3 separate regions of the Mus musculus genome follow, and all the other regions are linked to region 3. The links are chromatin contacts, called in public HiChIP or PLAC-seq and promoter capture Hi-C maps. All regions are on one chromosome and are shown on one strand. The core of a region is the stretch at or near the end of the contact, and the rest is flanking DNA. Distances in the headings are between cores, read along the strand shown. Region 1 holds the start of Capn7 (calpain 7). Region 2 holds the start of 5830448L01Rik (RIKEN cDNA 5830448L01 gene). Region 3 holds the start of Arhgap22 (Rho GTPase activating protein 22).

Region 1 (2,700 bases), core at 31-2,530, 1.9 Mb before region 3:
ATGGAGGAAGGGGACGACAGACATTCATAGCTGGCACAAGCAAGGTGGAGGGTCGAGACACACATGATGCTCAGGGATGCTGACCACAGCCTCTTTAGCTGTACACTGACCAGTTTCAGTAGTAACATCCACCCCATTGTGACCTTGATAATGAATATCCTGAACCACCAGCATGAGCATCACTAAGGAGTCTTTCTTGAGCTTGAAGACAGCTGATACCACTCTAGACTGGATCACAATCAATTCAACTCCTTTTCTCTCTCTCCCTGAGACAGGTTTTCTCTGTGTGGCCACACTACTATCCTGTAATGAGCTCTGAAGACCAGGCTGGCCAAGCACTCAGAGATTTGCTTCTTCTGCCTCTGGAGTGGTGGGATTAAAAGCGAGCACCACAGCCAGGCTCACAATCAACTCTTAGCAATATCTCCAGCTGATTTGTGTTCATGTTTGCACGGAGAGTGCTCCACTACAACAGACATATGCCTCCTGGGGTCGTTCAGGGTTTTTGCTGTGTAGATCATGCTGGCCCAGTCCTCTTACCACAGCCTCCAGACTGCTGGCTTACAGGAATGTGTCACCATATGCTGCGTTAATGTTTCTTATGTGTGGGATCATACAGTGTATAATTTTGTCAAGACTTGCTACTTTGACACAGCATGGATTTTGAATCTCATCCAAGTTCTGGCACTTGCCATTAGTTAATTTTCATCACTGCTGAATTCAAACTTTTAAGGGGATAAAAGAAAGCAACCACACTACCATTTACTATGTAATTACAACCTTCAACTTGCCCTAAGATACAAGTCAAAAATACATCATCTGGTTTGTAGACAATTCAAACAATACACTTCGGTGTGCCTTGGGGAGCCGTAGAAGGTCATACTTTAGTTTGTCAAATGAACATTACCAGAGCATCTCAAAAGCACCTCCTAGCCTCATTTCATATCTTTATTTCTAATTAAACCAGTTGGCAATACGAGGTGCTACTGATTGTTTCTTTCCGCCTACCCTTCTCACTTAGCGGACCAAGGGCTCCATAACGCGCATGCTCCTTTCAAGCCATCCCCTGATTCTCTCCAACAACCTCCTGGGCACTGGCACCTTCTTTCTAGCAGGCGGAAGCGGAGCCCTCAGCTTCGCCCTGGCACCTGCTTCCTCTTGTCCAATCCCACTGGACATTGTTCTGGCCCCGCCCACCTACGATCGCCTTGAGCCCCGCCTGCTTCGGCGGGAGCGCTCCCCCTCCCGGCCGGGGTCGACTGCGCCTGCGCAATGCGGCTGATGGGCGGAGCAAGGACGCGAGGGGTGGGGGCGGCCGCGAGGGCTCCGAGCCCGGGCTGCTCGGAGCTCGCAGTCCTCCGGGCGGGTCTGAGGTAGTGGGGCTCCGTCATCTCTTCCGCCGCCCTCGAAAGTAAACTTTGCCACTCCACCCGCGGGGTCCCCAGTTCTCGCCGCAGTGCCTCCGGGCGTCGGGGTTCCGCGTCAGGGCCTGTCTGCCTCCCCCGGCGTGGGGCCTTGGGCGCCATGGACGCGTCGGCGCTGGAGCGGGACGCCGTGCAGTTCGCGCGGCTGGCAGTGCAGCGCGACCACGAAGGCCGCTACTCTGAGGCGGTGTTTTACTACAAGGTGAGGACAAGCACTCGGCTCCGGCCGCGTCACCCGATCGAGTGTTGGCGGAACCCAAGGCGGAGGGGCGGGGTCCTGCTGGGGCTGTCCGGCTTGTCAGGCCGCAGATGCCCGCCGCTTTGCTGCTTGTGGCGGCCGAGGTGGGATGGGGAGTGAACACCCTGTTCGCTGTCTGTTGGCCTTGATGCAACCCTTGATGTGAGGCCAACCTTGGGTAATCCGTCAGAATATGCTAATAGTGCACGTTCCAGGTAGAAAGAAAAAGTAAATTAGGAAAAAAATTCATCGTACTCTAGCATTCGATGTATGTCTCCATGATTGTTTTTCTGAGTGTATGTGTGTATACACGCCTTCTTACCCCCAAACTTGAATCATATCGTTTGTACTATTTTGACATCTCACTTCTGCATTGTACCTAGATAACCTTTGGTTGCTTGCATGTGCTACGTTTACAGCATGTTCTGTATTTGGTTGTGGCTTTCCAGCATTGAAGTAGTGCAGTTAAAATCCTTAGAGCTTTTTTTTAAAAAAAATGTGATACTTGTTTTGGATGATGGGGAGCACAGTTGCTTGTCAAAGGGTATGCACTTCCGCAGTTCATCCTGTGTTCTCCAGTCCTGAAGGTTTGCAAACACACCCCTCCAGTTGTATCGTCATGATATGGGCATCTTTTCCTTGATTATACGGAAGTAGTAAAAATTTCCCCCTTATGCTTACGTGTTATCAGTAAAGCGTGGTTTGCTTTCTGCTAATATTTTACTATTTTTATTTTAAAACCTACCTTATATTTAGACACTTTTGTTTTAGGATCATTCGTTTTAAGTTTCTTAATTTTGATTTTACAATCCTACCTCCCTACCACACCCGAGTGTGTGTGTATGTGTGTGTGTGTATCTGTCTGTGTTGTGTCTGTGTCGGTGTCTCCCTGCCCTGTCGCCCTCGTTCTCGGGGTTCTTGCTATATAGTGGAAGCTATTTTTAAATTTGTCTTCCCCTTACCTTAGCCTTCCCATTGCTGAGATTTACAGGAATGTGCCACCATGCCTGACTACCAGGTGATAGTTCTTTAAAAGAA
Region 2 (2,700 bases), core at 1-2,500, 1.5 Mb after region 3:
AGGTTTCGCTGCTCGTTTACCTGCGTTGGCTCTCTCGCACCGTCAGACCAGGTCAAAGGCGGCCCCAAGTTCCCCGCCTCCAAGGTCCGGGCGGTGGCCCAGCAGGCTCGGCGCAGCTGCACAAGTCTCTGTCCCTAGACACCGGAGGGTCCCTGGAGGGGAAACGATTGACACAGCTGCCTGCACTGTGCCGCGAGCCTTCCCGCGCTGCACCTGCGTCTCGTCGCGTGGCTAGGAACTGGGACTGGCTCCGGAGTCGGTGAAGTCCAGCAGGCCCTTAGCCAGAACCTATACCGTTCGCCAGCTCCGGAACCGGGCTTTAGACACCAGGACCTTGCGGAAGAGAGAACTACAACTCCCGTCGGGCCACGCGGTCCGACCAATGGTGGTAGCCGGCGCGTGCGGGGCGCGGCGCCTGCGCGGCGGTTTGAGTAAGAGGCCGTACGATTGGCTGCGGAGTCGGGCGGCCGCGCGGGGCCTGTGGGAAGCGGAGTGACGGAGCGAGCGGCTGTTGGAGGAAGGAGGTGGGGGGCCGGGAGCGCAAATGGCGTTGAGATGGTTCAGGGCCCTGTTCAAACTCCAGCGCTGACCATTCACCGGCGGAGGCGGCGGCGCAGAAGGCGGCGGCGGCCCAGCGGGGGCACGTAGCGGGCTCGGCACCGGCGGCGGCCGCCAGGGAGGCCTAGGCCCTGTCCGGCCGGCGCGCCTGAGGTGGGGAGGGAAGTTGCGGGGCCGCCGCTCACCCCCCACCCCCCCTGTCGCCCGAGCTTCCTATTTACCGAAGCGGAGCCGCGGACTGTGACGGCAGCAGAGCCCCTCGCCCCTCTCGGTGGCACCGGTCGGCACTGGTCTCTCGCGCGGGGCTCCCGCGCCCGCCCGCGGGCCGTTGGGAGCCGGAGAGGCGGAGGCGGCCCGAGGCCAAAGCACCCGCCAGGCGCCGAGGGTAAGTGAGGTCTCGGGCGGCTGCCTAGGCCCGGAGTGAGTTGGGGCGGGTGGAGGCGGCAGGGGCGGCGCGAGGCTCGTTGCTCACCTGGCTTCTAAGGAAGTTGGGCACCGGAGGATCGCAAGAAACTCTTTCCCTTCCCACCTCTTAATTTTGCCTTTTGAGTTCTTCTCCGGCTACTTGATTTGACTTCTCTTTTCCAAACCCGGTCCGGTTGATTTGAGTCCCGAATTCTTTTTCCCCGTCGTCTCCTCCGCCTCTAGCCGTCACCGAGAGGCCTTGCTTCGGGGACTCGGTAGCAGAAGCTTCCGGGGCGTCCGAAGCGACATCCCTTTCCTAGGCTGTGGGGGTTGGGAGGAGAAAAGTTGCGTGAGTGTCCAGCCCGAGGGGTGTCTCGGCTCCAGCCTCCGGGCGCACTCGCAGCCTCAGGTGAGGGTTTCTGTTTGCCCATTCCACTCTCCTCTCTTTATTGAAGCCCCCCTAATGCATTACCTTGGGTGTCTTTCCTGGAAGTGGCTAGGTTTCTTTACAGCTTCAGTGTAAGGAGGTTGGTTGGTTGTTTTGTATACCCTTTCCCTAATTTAAATCGCAGTGCACTTCCATCAAAAGTCAGCTGGGCTTTGGGATGAAGCGAAGGCCTCCCAAATCGAAAACAATCAGTTGTGAACCTTCTTTTCCTTTTTAGTTAGGACTGTTGGTGAAATTTGAAGCCAGAACAAGATAGTGTGTCTGAAATGTGCGTAAAACGTCATGCCAAATATATATGCTGAATTTGTACATATGTTAAGCTTAGATAATGCCATCGCAGTAGTCTGCTGACTTTTTAAAATGGACGTTATGGAAAACAGTAAAAGCAATCACGTAACTCTTGTACTCATATCTCCTGGATTCTGTACATAATAACTCAACCATATTTTCTAATCAGTACGCTCCCCATTCCTTAATATTAAAAAAATCACTGATATTTCATCAATATTTAATGATGTTAATACATCAGCGAATATTTCTGAGACGTGATCTTTTAAAAATACAGTTGTCTTATTACTTAGCTCAGTATCATATATTCATTTGCAGATCTTAATCTTGCACAGTGAATGCTTTACTGTTTTTTACGGTGAGTTTTTCAGATGTCATAAAGAAGATCAAGTCTAGATTTTTTTTTTTTTTTGGCTTTAGTCAGCATTTTTAGATGATTGCCATGTATGTGTGCCCAAAACATTCCAACTTTGTTGGAATGTATATATGTGTGTAGGTCTGCGTGTCTGTAGTCAGCTTAAAGAAATGACTTTTCTTGCCTTTGGCAGCTGCCCAATTACACTTGGTTTTGTTTAATAGGCTATACTTAACAAGAAAGACAATGAAGCTTGTTAGTGTTCAGAACTACAAAATGGAAACTCTCTGAGGAAAGCTAAAATTTCTTTTAGCACAGATGTGTACGATGACTAAATTATTATTTTATCTGATCAGAGTTGTTTTCCTTTCAAACATTAGGGTGGTGGTGAGTTGTCTTCTGAATATTTGCTGAACTAAATTGGATAGTGATTCGTTAAGTTATAAGAACTTAATAGAAATACTAAAAGTGTAGCTCAAAAATATTTGAAAATATAAGTTAAATATTATTCTTATTGTAAGTTTCCAAGTAATGAAGATTTTCCAAGCCCTTAAGTAATTGCTTACCTTCCCCCTAGAATTGATAAATTGATATTTAAACTGCAGAAGGCCAAAGTGTTAAGAAATGGATAATGATTGATTGTGCT
Region 3 (2,700 bases), core at 92-2,591:
GCCTTGAACTCACTATATAGCTGAGGGTAACCTTGAACTTCTGAGTCTCTGCCCCCACCTCCTGATTGCTGGGTTTACAGGCATACTACACGCCTACCTGGCTTTGTGTCCTGCTAGGGACTGGACCTACAGTGTGAACCCAGAGCATTCATTCTTAAGGCTTGCTACAGTGGGTGTGGGGTGCCCCCACCCTCAGAGCCTTACCCCCGTCCACCTATGCTTCCAAACTGTGCACTCTTCCAGGAGAGACTGAAGGTGTCACTCCCAAATCCCTCAGGGTCTCTGAGGTCTGTACCAACTCCAGGGTCCTCATTTCCTGGCTCCAGCTCCATCACTTCCCTGGAGACTCCCAGCTCAGCTGTGTGTTCAAGGCCATCTGTGCTCCTGGGTCCCAGGTCATGCCAATATCTTGGGCTTAGGCCCTTGAAGATTTAGGGCTTAGTGACCGCTTCATTCTCTCTGCTATTCCAAAGGCAGTCTGCCTTCTCCATTCCAGGTGCTGTCCCATCACTCCCTGGGGACCAGTCAGTGACAGGAACTATACCCACATGCTAAAGTGTGAACCAGAAGCATTTTGCCCCAGCAGGACCCACAGAATACCAGGCACTAGTCCATAGCCCCAAGCTTCTGTTCTCTGTGGCAGTGATGGACCGATTTCAGCCCGCATCTCTATCTCCTCCTCCTCCTGCCTCCTTCTGCCTCCTCCTGCCCAGGTTGGAAGGATCTACCGGTAACTTCAGGCTTCATACAAGCTCAGCTTGTAGAGACTAGCACACTGGAGACAGGGTAGGTAGGGGAAGAGCATTCTGGGCTCCATCTGCAAATGGTATCATATGTCCTAAAGACAGGTGACAGTGTGCCTGCCATCTCAGAGCCTGGCTTTATTTTAGGTCGCTAGGACTGCTGCTGTGTGAATGATGTTCACGGCGGCAGAAATACCACTTGGCTAGTTATAAGCAAGCTTTGTCTATTTGTTTGTTCGTTTGTACCCATTTTCCACAACTGTAAATGATGTAATGATGACACATTTCCAAAAATAGAATGGAGAAGTGGTACCCTAAGGATGTGACAGAGCTTTCCTGGGGTCTACCCCAGCACTTGGACCACAAGCCAAAGTGTGAGCCAGGAACCAGCCAGCATGCTCAGAGCAATTTGCACGGTCCCTTACTTAGCTCCATGTTGTTCCCTTGGGGGCGAAAAATATCAAATCTAGTAGCTAGAGCCCTTGGCTCACCGAGCCCTTGCTTCCGCTGATGAATCTGGCATCTTCTCCCTCTGAGACGCAGTTGTCACTGCTGGTCCCATTTTACAGATTTGAGGAACTGATACTCTGACTTCCCCAAGTCTGCTCTCAGATCCCCAAGGTACATGCTCCACAGAGAAACTTGTCCCTCACAGCAGGCTTTGTTCGTGTTTGAAATCCAGGCAAATGCCTGGAAAGAGCGTTCTAAATATATTTCTCTACTATAGATGCTGATCGCCTGCTACTGAAACTGGGAATTAGCTTGTCTGCCTGAGGATGTGGCTGCTGCCTTCCAGAGAAGACACAGGAGAAATCTGCACACTGCCAGCCTAGCAATGCTGCCGACGGCTTCCAGCAAAAGAAGAACCTTCGCTGCCAGATACTTCAGTAAGGATTTGGCTCTATGGTGGGGAATGGCTGCCTGTGTGCTTGACTTCGTGCTTAAGGGTGGGGTCGCTCGGTGACACTGAAGGAGCCTCGTTGGTCTTGCGGGCTGTGGGCACCATGAAGTGGGGACTCAATCTTCCTTCAGCTCTCAGCACAAGTTGGTTAGCCAGCACTCAGCCATGACCCAGCATCTGCTCTCTGTGAGCCTGGAAATCAGGCTCCAGTGTCAAGGGTCCTGGGTTCCAATGGCTGGGGACTCTAATGACAGTTGACGGCCATGAGGATCACCATGACCACAGACTGCTTGGACACTGGATAGAGCTTCCACAGGGAGAACTGGGCATCCCAAGGCTCCTCTGTCTGTGCCAGGAAGCCACCCAGCCTGGTAGTGAACTGAAAGATGCAGAGAGGATGATTGAATAGCTCCGGGAAGCTCTGGGAAGGCAGCAGCTAGTCACAGTGGGACTAGTGTCTGTTCGAGTCACTGACAGATGATGGTCTGGTATTCCCTGAAGATGCTGGGCCCCTCAAGAACTGAATCGTGTAGGTGCCAGGTCACACAGGTGTAGATCCTGAAGGTGCAAGGTCATACAGGTGCTGGGTCTTGCAGGTGCTGGGTCTTGCAGGTGCTGGGTCTTGCAGGTGCTGGGTCTTGCAGGTGCTGCATCATACAGGTGCTGGGTCTTGCAGGTGCTGGGTCTTGCAGGTGCTGCATCATACAGGTGCTGGGTCTTGCAGGTGCTGCATCATACAGGTGCTGGGTCTTGCGGGTGCTGAGCCTTGCAGGTGCTGCATCATACGGGTGCTGGGTCTTGCAGGTGCTGGGTCTTGCAGGTGCTGGGTCTTGCAGGTGCTGTGTCATAGAGGTGGTAGACCCTGCTGGAGCTGCCCGACTTAAATGTGTGTGCACAGGATGGACCTCAGGCAGGAAGGAGCTGGTTGTGTTTGTAGCTGGGTGGTGTCTTTGGTAGGTTAGACCTGAGTGCTGGATTCCAGAAATAGATGCCATCAGTAACGTCCTCTGGGCCCCAGTCCTCCTCAAGCTTGCCAACTTCCTCTGGAGACTTCTG

The links. Promoter capture Hi-C pulls out the DNA fragments that hold promoters and counts their contacts. HiChIP or PLAC-seq counts read pairs in DNA pulled down with a chosen protein or histone mark.
Region 1: an HNF4G HiChIP or PLAC-seq map of pancreatic cancer cells shows a contact between it and region 3. The contact joins the promoter of Capn7 here to the promoter of Arhgap22 in region 3. A contact is called at or near these places in 1 of 39 promoter capture datasets (pre-B cells) and 1 of 115 datasets of contacts at active chromatin or transcription factors (pancreatic cancer cells).
Region 2: a promoter capture Hi-C map of pre-B cells shows a contact between it and region 3, with 5 times the contacts expected there. The contact joins the promoter of 5830448L01Rik here to the promoter of Arhgap22 in region 3.

The regions. Positions count from the first base shown.
Region 1 is chr14:31,335,358-31,338,057 of GRCm38.p6, forward strand. It overlaps Capn7 (calpain 7), which reads left to right and starts at 1,281. Exons shown (of 21, transcript NM_009796.3): 1 at 1,281-1,626. The coding sequence starts at 1,525.
Region 2 is chr14:34,673,418-34,676,117 of GRCm38.p6, forward strand. It overlaps 5830448L01Rik (RIKEN cDNA 5830448L01 gene), which reads right to left and starts at 1,251. Exons shown (of 1, transcript NR_165636.1): 1 at 1-1,251. Wapl (WAPL cohesin release factor) reads left to right here and starts at 511. Exons shown (of 19, transcript NM_001004436.4): 1 at 511-943.
Region 3 is chr14:33,215,482-33,218,181 of GRCm38.p6, forward strand. It overlaps Arhgap22 (Rho GTPase activating protein 22), which reads left to right and starts at 1,342. Exons shown (of 11, transcript NM_153800.4): 1 at 1,342-1,364; 2 at 1,471-1,630. The coding sequence starts at 1,579.